Linked DNA regions of Mus musculus: region 1 is linked to region 2. Evidence: chromatin contacts called from public Hi-C data. All regions are on one chromosome and are shown on one strand. The core of a region is the stretch at or near the end of the contact, and the rest is flanking DNA. Distances in the headings are between cores, read along the strand shown. Region 1 has its middle 56 kb from the start of Gm27188. Region 2 overlaps Tcf12 (transcription factor 12).

Evidence for each region. Hi-C and Micro-C count contacts between places; a contact is called where the count stands out from the background.
Region 1: a Hi-C map of embryonic fibroblasts shows a contact between it and region 2, with 2.3 times the contacts expected there. The contact joins two enhancer-like sites. A contact is called at or near these places in 2 of 39 promoter capture datasets (3T3-L1-derived adipocytes and cranial neural crest), 4 of 484 Hi-C or Micro-C datasets (cerebral cortex, embryonic fibroblasts, nephron progenitors and 1 more), 2 of 115 datasets of contacts at active chromatin or transcription factors (acute myeloid leukemia and fibro-adipogenic progenitors) and 1 of 9 other capture datasets (embryonic stem cells).

What each region holds. Positions count from the first base shown.
Region 1 is chr9:72,195,345-72,199,307 of GRCm38.p6, forward strand. No RefSeq gene overlaps it. Among named protein-coding and RNA genes, the nearest start is that of Gm27188, 56 kb to the right of the region's middle. Within about 2 kb of position 1,902, at least 84 of the 459 cell types and tissues checked have an H3K27ac peak or open chromatin away from gene starts, as enhancers often do. A contact at or near this core is called in embryonic fibroblasts, where this site is marked.
Region 2 is chr9:72,028,207-72,031,942 of GRCm38.p6, forward strand. The region is part of intron 3 of Tcf12 (transcription factor 12); the gene reads right to left. Among named protein-coding and RNA genes, the nearest start is that of Tcf12, 82 kb to the right of the region's middle. Within about 2 kb of position 1,610, at least 14 of the 459 cell types and tissues checked have an H3K27ac peak or open chromatin away from gene starts, as enhancers often do. A contact at or near this core is called in embryonic fibroblasts, where this site is marked.

The DNA of each region.
Region 1 (3,963 bases), core at 652-3,151, 170 kb after region 2:
TAAGTCTGAGTGAATGCTTACTTTCCAAATTAATCTTTGAGTAAATGAATGAAGCTATTTCAAAATGTTTATTATGATGCTAGAGAAATGGCTCATCAGTTAAATGTTTTTATTTGCATTTCCTAACAGCTAAGAACACTGACCATTTTTCCAGGTACCTTTTGGCAACCTGCCCAGCTTTTCAGTTATTCATGTACTGATTAGATTATTTGTGGTATTTAAGCTTTGAAGTTCTTTTTGGATTTCATATACTAACGTGTCAGATGTGAATCTGGCACTCACTGGGTAGCTGCCTCGTCTTTACATTGTTTCCTTTGCTTTGTAGAAGCCTTTTAGTTTCACGGGAACCCACTTGTCAACTCTTAGTGTTGCTTTTTTTATGCTATTAGAATCTTTTTCAGAAGGTCCTAGCCCATCCTGTGTCAGGAAGTGTTTTCTCCTGGCATCTACATTAGTTACTTTGACTTCTCTGACCAAATTACCCAACAGCAATGACCCAAGGGAACTTTGGCTCATGGTTTCAGAGGAATCTAGTTCATGACAGAGGGGAGGGAACACCACAGCTCACAGCAGTGGGAACAGGTGGCCCTGTTCCTCCATCCTGGCAAACCGTGGCAAAGAGCTGGGGATTGGGACCAGAAACAGGTACAGCTTCCAAAGACAGTCTTTTCTTTTGCCAGCCAGGCCCCAACTCAAGTTTCCCATAGCTTTGAAATTAGTACCACAAACTGGAGACTGAGTAGTCAAACATGAAACTATGGGGAACATTCTAGATTCAAACCACAACTGGATCCTCTGACTCCCTTTCTCCACTGAGTCTTTACTCTGGCTCATTTGTCTTTAGCTTGTCTTGGGCTTGCCTAGCCCAATTTTAGTAAGCATCCTTCAATGTATTAAGACGTTTGACACCCAAATACCCTTGATATATGATTAACTCTTTAAACCCTTTCCTTTGCTACGAGGCCTGTGTTCAGCAGCAAAGCTAACATATCAATTTAGAAAGAGTGTTCTCAGTCCAGTGTCCCCTTTTGGCCATTCTGCTCAATGGCCATCAACCCTTACTTGACTTTGTCTGCCACAAGATCTTGATCCTTCTTACCTTCTGGGGGTACAGTCTACCCCTACTGAGAAGAAATCTTCCTATGTTTACAAGTGACAGAATCATGTTAGCTCTCAAAGAGTCACAAGGAGAGTGGGGTTTCCTGATCGGTGGATGAGGTAGAAGCCCTTAAATCCAGCACCACTCGGATGCTGTTCTGTCCGTCTCCTCCTTACTTTTGGAAACCTTAAAATCGTAACTTGTCCTACGGGCACTTACCCTTTCTCTTTACTTTTGGCTGTTGAACACATCTCATGGCAGTCACTAATTCATCCCACGGAATGGAATAAGAACCATTTAATATGATTATCTTCTCCATTAAAGCTGTCATCATAATTAGAGCCGCAGTGAACTGTTTGCCAGGAATGATAACTTCTGCCAAGAAAAACTTGGGTGTCATTTTAGAAAAATTCTTAGGTGGGGGAGGAGAAGATCAGAACCATCTGTGTGAAGAGCCAAAGCTAAATAATGATCGGCAGAGCCCCTTTCCCCGTCTGCCAAACTCTGGCTGGCCAGCCAACTGGACCTTGCCAAAGATGCTGGACGGAACCAGCTTTCAAGGTAGCACAAGGGGCACGCCCTCTCCAAGGAAGAGAGCCTTCAGAAAAACCAGTGGCAAATCCAAATCAGACTTTCCTGTGCAGGCTGTCTTTAAAAGTTACAAATATATTTGTTTGCAACCCCACGGTTTCCAGGGCAACCACCTGAGCCAGGACAGAAGCAGAAGGCTAGACTGGGACCACCCACTGCAACTCTCATTTTATTCTGATGGCAAGAACCTCTATACCGACTCAGAGTGTTTGTCAGGCCTCTTGCTGTGAGTCACTGGAATAACATTTTGCCCTGGTGGAAGAGTGCCACAGGCTGCTGCTCCCTCAACCCCAATACCGAGATGCTTTTAAATGGAACCAAACATCCCAGGAGAGTTTTCTCAGCACAAGAATTACTTTGTCGCACATTTTTAGATTACGCTGTAAATTATAGATTTAAAAAAATACATTATGCTAATTTCTTCCAGCGTGTCTTTTAGTTATTTTTAGGGAAAGTGTCTTTGGAATTGAGCTTCGCTGTTAAGTGACGAGGAGAGGAGATAAGAATAAAACGAAGACAGAAGGATGTGTAGGACTCTGGCTGTGGCTGCATCACACTCGGGCACTTGGGAATGAGCAGTTTGTGTCCAGTGTGGATTTCAGCTGATGTCAGTGGAAGTCGATCTGGCTCGGGAGTCATTAGGCTTGGGCGTGCCTTCTCTTTCTGCAACTGTTTTGGATGTGTGACTTTGAAACAATTTGATTCATTTTCCTAAGAGTCCCCTAATCTATGAAATGAGTGTGTTCGGCAAGATCTCTAAGGGGCTTCTGCTCCTTGCACTGCGTGCTGAAACTGAGTTGAATGTCCTCACAGCCCTTGAACAGATGGTGTTGACTAGCTTTATAAGGAATAAACAAACACAGCTGTGAGCATTAGAGAAAATTCAGCAGTACAAAACCCTTGCCCCGTGTTCTTCATGATGGCGCGTTGCACTGGGCAGTTGGCTGGTTCTTTCCCTTTGATTATATATGCTTGACCCTTCTGTATGCTTGTTTTAGACAGGATTCAGAAACAGGCCACAAGAACCAGTCAAGTTGTTTAAGCAGTAGGGTGTAGGGAGTCGGAAATCCACGTGTCAAGTACTGCATGAGGAGACGACGGACCATGGGAACACTCCCAGCATCTCAGCGTAGAATCCACCTGTCCAGAAGACATCTCTCCAACAACCAGGCAAGGTGCCTCATTTGGGTGCCAAGATTGTGGGAAAACTCTACCAATAAAGGTCAAAGATTATCATTGATCAAATAGCCTTCTGGGGCTTGCCGTGTAATGGGGGAGTCCCTTCTCAGGCCTTGTCTGGGGTATTCTAAGCCCTCACATTTGCCTCTACCTGAGGAATGTCATGTGTCCTCAACTAGTGTACAGGATCAATTTCCTTAAGCTGACAGCACCTGATATTCTTGAAGTGCTTCCCTCATGCTAATGAGATGTGCCAAGTCCCCAGCCCCTGACCTTTGCCCATCCTGGATGTCCCTACCCTCAGTCCCCCAAAACTGTATAAGCCTTCAGTCACCCTAAGTAAAGTTGACCTGCCTACTGACAAGTGATCCCAGTGTGGTTATTCACATCCTCACAGGGCTTCAGAACCGATTGACATTTCTGTTCCCACTGTCCTTGGGATTGTATCAGACGCTGGCTCACGAAGATTGAGAGACCCACACAAGATCACATCACCACAATGCAGAGAGCTGGAGCCTCCATTCTTAGTCTACCTGTACTATACCTAATCTGTAACTGTCACAATTAAGGCTTTGGTGTTGCTTCCCTTTCTCCTAATGGTTCTGAGTGCGTGTGTCTCAGTGGAAGAACCTAAATCGTGTTTGCAGTTATAAAAGAATGCTTCCAACAACATATCACAAAAACATGAACTTCGAAGATTTAGACAAAAGAGAATAATTCAAATCTCTGCTCTAGAATTTATTAGGTTCATGCTCTTCCGATATTGGTATTTAGTGTCATTAATATATTAAGAGCAGAATGCAGCCAATATTGCTTAATCTGTTTTTCATCTGTCCAGTGGCCTTTTGGTTTTGATGAGGTGCCCTCCAGGAGCCTGATGAAAAAGTGTGGGTGACAGGATATGGTGTTAGGAGGTAGGGGAACCTTTAAGAGGTGGGGTCTTATAAAAGATCCTTGGACCATGGAGAGAGCACGGGGTGTTGCTCCCCAGAGAAGTATCCAGTCTACCAACTCCAAGCAGAAGGAAATTAACTGGTTCTCATTCTCTTTCCCACCTGGTTCCTTTTCTGATCTCCTTTGCATGGGCTTCAGCC
Region 2 (3,736 bases), core at 360-2,859:
CATGATAAATGTCCTTATAATTTTTAAAAACCATAGTACTATCTGAAACATAAAAACAAGTAACACAAAAGGCAAACCTTCCTCAGAGTCCCTTAGCAGTCTCCTAAAGTATAACAAGACTACATAGGGATCAGCTTATTTAGCATCGTCTTAGGTACTGATAGCAGAAGTCATCGATCTGCAAATCCATGAAACTAAGAGACCCATTAGAAAGATATACTGAGGCATAAATTAAATCAGAGTAGAGGAGAATTGATCACATCACAAAAACTGAACAGCAAGAAGTTACCAAAGTACTATTTAAAAAAAAAAAAAAAAGAACCATGGTTCTTTTAGATAATAGCAGACAAATATTTGAGCAATTTCTTTGAAAATAAGTATTATAAATAATCAGGCCCAAAAAACTAATAAAAAGAATTAAAAAAAAAACTGGAAGAGATCTTATAAATGGGGGATGGAGTGGGGGGAAGAGGCCAAAAACAAAAAGCAAAGTCAGTTACTGGATAAGATCCTAATCTACAGGTCTGTCCACTGAGGACATTAATTTTTTGTATTACACTGGCTTACTGAAAAAGAAAAGAGAATTGGAGAATACAATATGATTAACAATTGAGGTCAATAAAAAGTACAAATTAAACAGAAGGTCCAAAAACTTACATTATCTCTTCCCCAAATCTTTGGCTAATCTCTGAAGAATGAAGCACGGGAAACATACTAAGGAACCCAAAGGAAAGTAAGTACAAGCTGAAATACTAAATTCGTCTAGCACAGATTTCAGCTACTAGGAACCACAGAGATGCTAATTAAGGGGCTTGGGACATAATTTGGGCTGTCACAGAACTGTTCTGATAAAGCGTAAGGTTCAGTCTTAAGAAAGCCAACCAATAAAGGTAACTACTTTCCAGAGCAAAACAGAACTACAGAAATTAACAAAAATAAAAATTTCAACAAATTTTCATCTACATTTTCAAAAATTGTATGAAAAAACTTGCTAGCTATGTAGAGAAATGAGAATGTAATATGAGTCTAGGAAAGAAGTGACCCACACCACTGTCTGAATAAGCAGAATGGAATTTTAAAGCAGCTATTGTAATTGTTCAAACACTTTTTAGGGAAAAAATAGTAACAATAAATGGACACATTTTTGCAGGAAGAATTACCTAAAATGGAATTCAGGAATATAGTAACATGTTATTTGAAAGAAATATGCACTGGAAAAGCTTAATAATGAGTAGAACAGCAAATAAGTGGTATATATAAAAATATATAAACGGAACATAAATAAAATTAAAGGAGAAATGCAGAAATTTAAGCTAGGTAATACTAACAGGTCTAAACACACCAAAGTAGATCAGCTGAAGAGTTGGGGTGGAGCTGGTAGGCTTTTCTCCAAATCAATGAAAAAGATCAACTTACAAACCCAGCAAGTTCAGCAATCTCTGTGCAGAATTATAAACTAACTATACCCATGCCTATGGCAATCAAAATGCAAAGAGGAAAATGTTACTACAGGCAGAAAAAAGTATTTCATAAAAGGAAAATGATTCAAGGAAATACCAACTTCTCATGAGAAGCAGCGAGTGCCAGAAGACAATGAAATGACATCATGCAAGAACAGGATGAAAAACAACCATAGTCCTGGACTCACAGACCACAAATCTAAACTACTACTAGAAGGTTTTCAGGCTGAAGTAAAATAACAGAAAAAAGTATGGATTTGCACAAACACCTTTATGACATTTTATAAATGCTGTCTTTCATATTCATGAGATGAATATGAAAGGAGGGAAGGAACATTGAAATTGATAAAGTCATTTCAGTGTCTATAATTCCAGCATAGCAGGCAGAGAGATATGGGTCTTTAGAGCTCACTACTGGCTGACCACCTCCAGGTCAGTGAAGAGACAAGTCAGAAGATACTGTACCCTGTTTCTGGAATCCACACCTGCACACATGGCCAGAAGCATGGCACACATATAAACAAAAAAATAATAATAAACTGTTAGTGGCATGAGGATAAAGTAAAATCCTTCTACAGGTTAGAGGTAGTTAGAAGTACTTGCTACTCTTGCAGAGGACCAGAATTCAATTCCAAGTACCCACATTTAGCAGGCAGTACAAAACCATCTGCAATTCCACCTCCAGAGGATTTAATTTTCTTTTCTGGCCTTTGCAGGCATTCAAACCCATTTGTGTGTGTGCACATGTGTGCATACACATAGATAAATATTTATCTTTTTTGAAACAGGAACTCTTTCAAAAAAGACTGTTCAGGAACTCTCTGTGTAGATCACTCTGACCTCAAACTCTCAGAGATCCACCTGCCTCTATCTCCCAAGCTGAGATTAAAGGCATGTGCCTCTATGCCTAGCAAAAAATGCATCTTTAAAAATCCTTCTGTACTACTGACAGAAGCATAATGGTACTGCCTTTATGGAAAATACTACAAAGGTTCCTCAAAACAATTAAAATTAAAACAACCAAGAATGGGAAGCTAGCCCTGTGTAATAATACTGACTGTACAATCATGAGACCTGAGGTCAAATCCCCACCAGACAAGTAAACAGGAAAGGTAGTCACACACATATGTAACTTCCAAATTGTTGAGAGCTTAGATTTCAGGGATTGCTAGTGTGGAATAAGGCAGAGAGTACTAGAATAGGACAGCAGTATCTCCCTCTAGCCTACAGATAAGTATACCCACACCTACATGAACACTATATACATACAACACACACCAAAACCAAATATAGAGCAAACATATGCTCTAACAAATCTGTCTAGACAGCTGCCCAAAATGAATGATCTCATAATATCAAAGAAATAAAACCACACTTCCACATCCACTGTAACATTAGCACAAAGCCAAGATGTGAAAACAACCTATCTGAATGATGAACGGATGGTGAATAGATATGGAAAATGTGATGTATATAGTACAATGGAGTATTACTCAGGTTAGAAAAACAGAGGAACCCTGCAATTGCCAACACTGGAGGACCTGGAGGTTGCTATGTTAAGTAAAACAAGGCAGTTACCGATAACAAATTCCAGAATTTGTTTTGGAAGTAGCAAAACTCAACAGTAGCAGCAAGTAAAATGGCATTTGTCAGGAACTGGGTAGAAGGTGTGTTTCAGAGCTACTGTCCAATGACTACCACAATCAGCCTTGCAAGACGGCAAGGTTCTAAAGATCTGCTGTGCAACCATTGTACCCAATAATACTATACTGCACACAAAACTTGTTAAACCAGTAGATCTTGTGTTATGTGGACTTCTATCACAATAAAAAGAGTACAATTAGGAATTCATAAGAATCCGCAGAAGAACACAATATCATCCAGTGGAGGATGAGATGTCTGTTTGAATACACACTCATCCACACACAGATACCCATGACTTTTATCAAGGGTCTTTTTTTATTTTGTACAGTGCTTTTATTTCCCACTCCTGTATCTTTGAAAAGATCTCTTTTTCTTCACCTATAACTACCAGATGATCTACAAATATTCTAGACTCATAACTATGTATGAAGTTACTTTGTTTCATTCTTTTCCTTAAGATAAAACAAAAGCTATTTTGTAATTATATGATGTAGATGCCCATATAGGAAAGGGCTGTGAAATGGTGAATACATCACAATATGAAACACGTTGTAAACATACTACGAAAGACCCCAATTCAAGATTCAGGGAAAATGTGTCTGATGCATTTTGAATTAATGATTAAGTCTTCT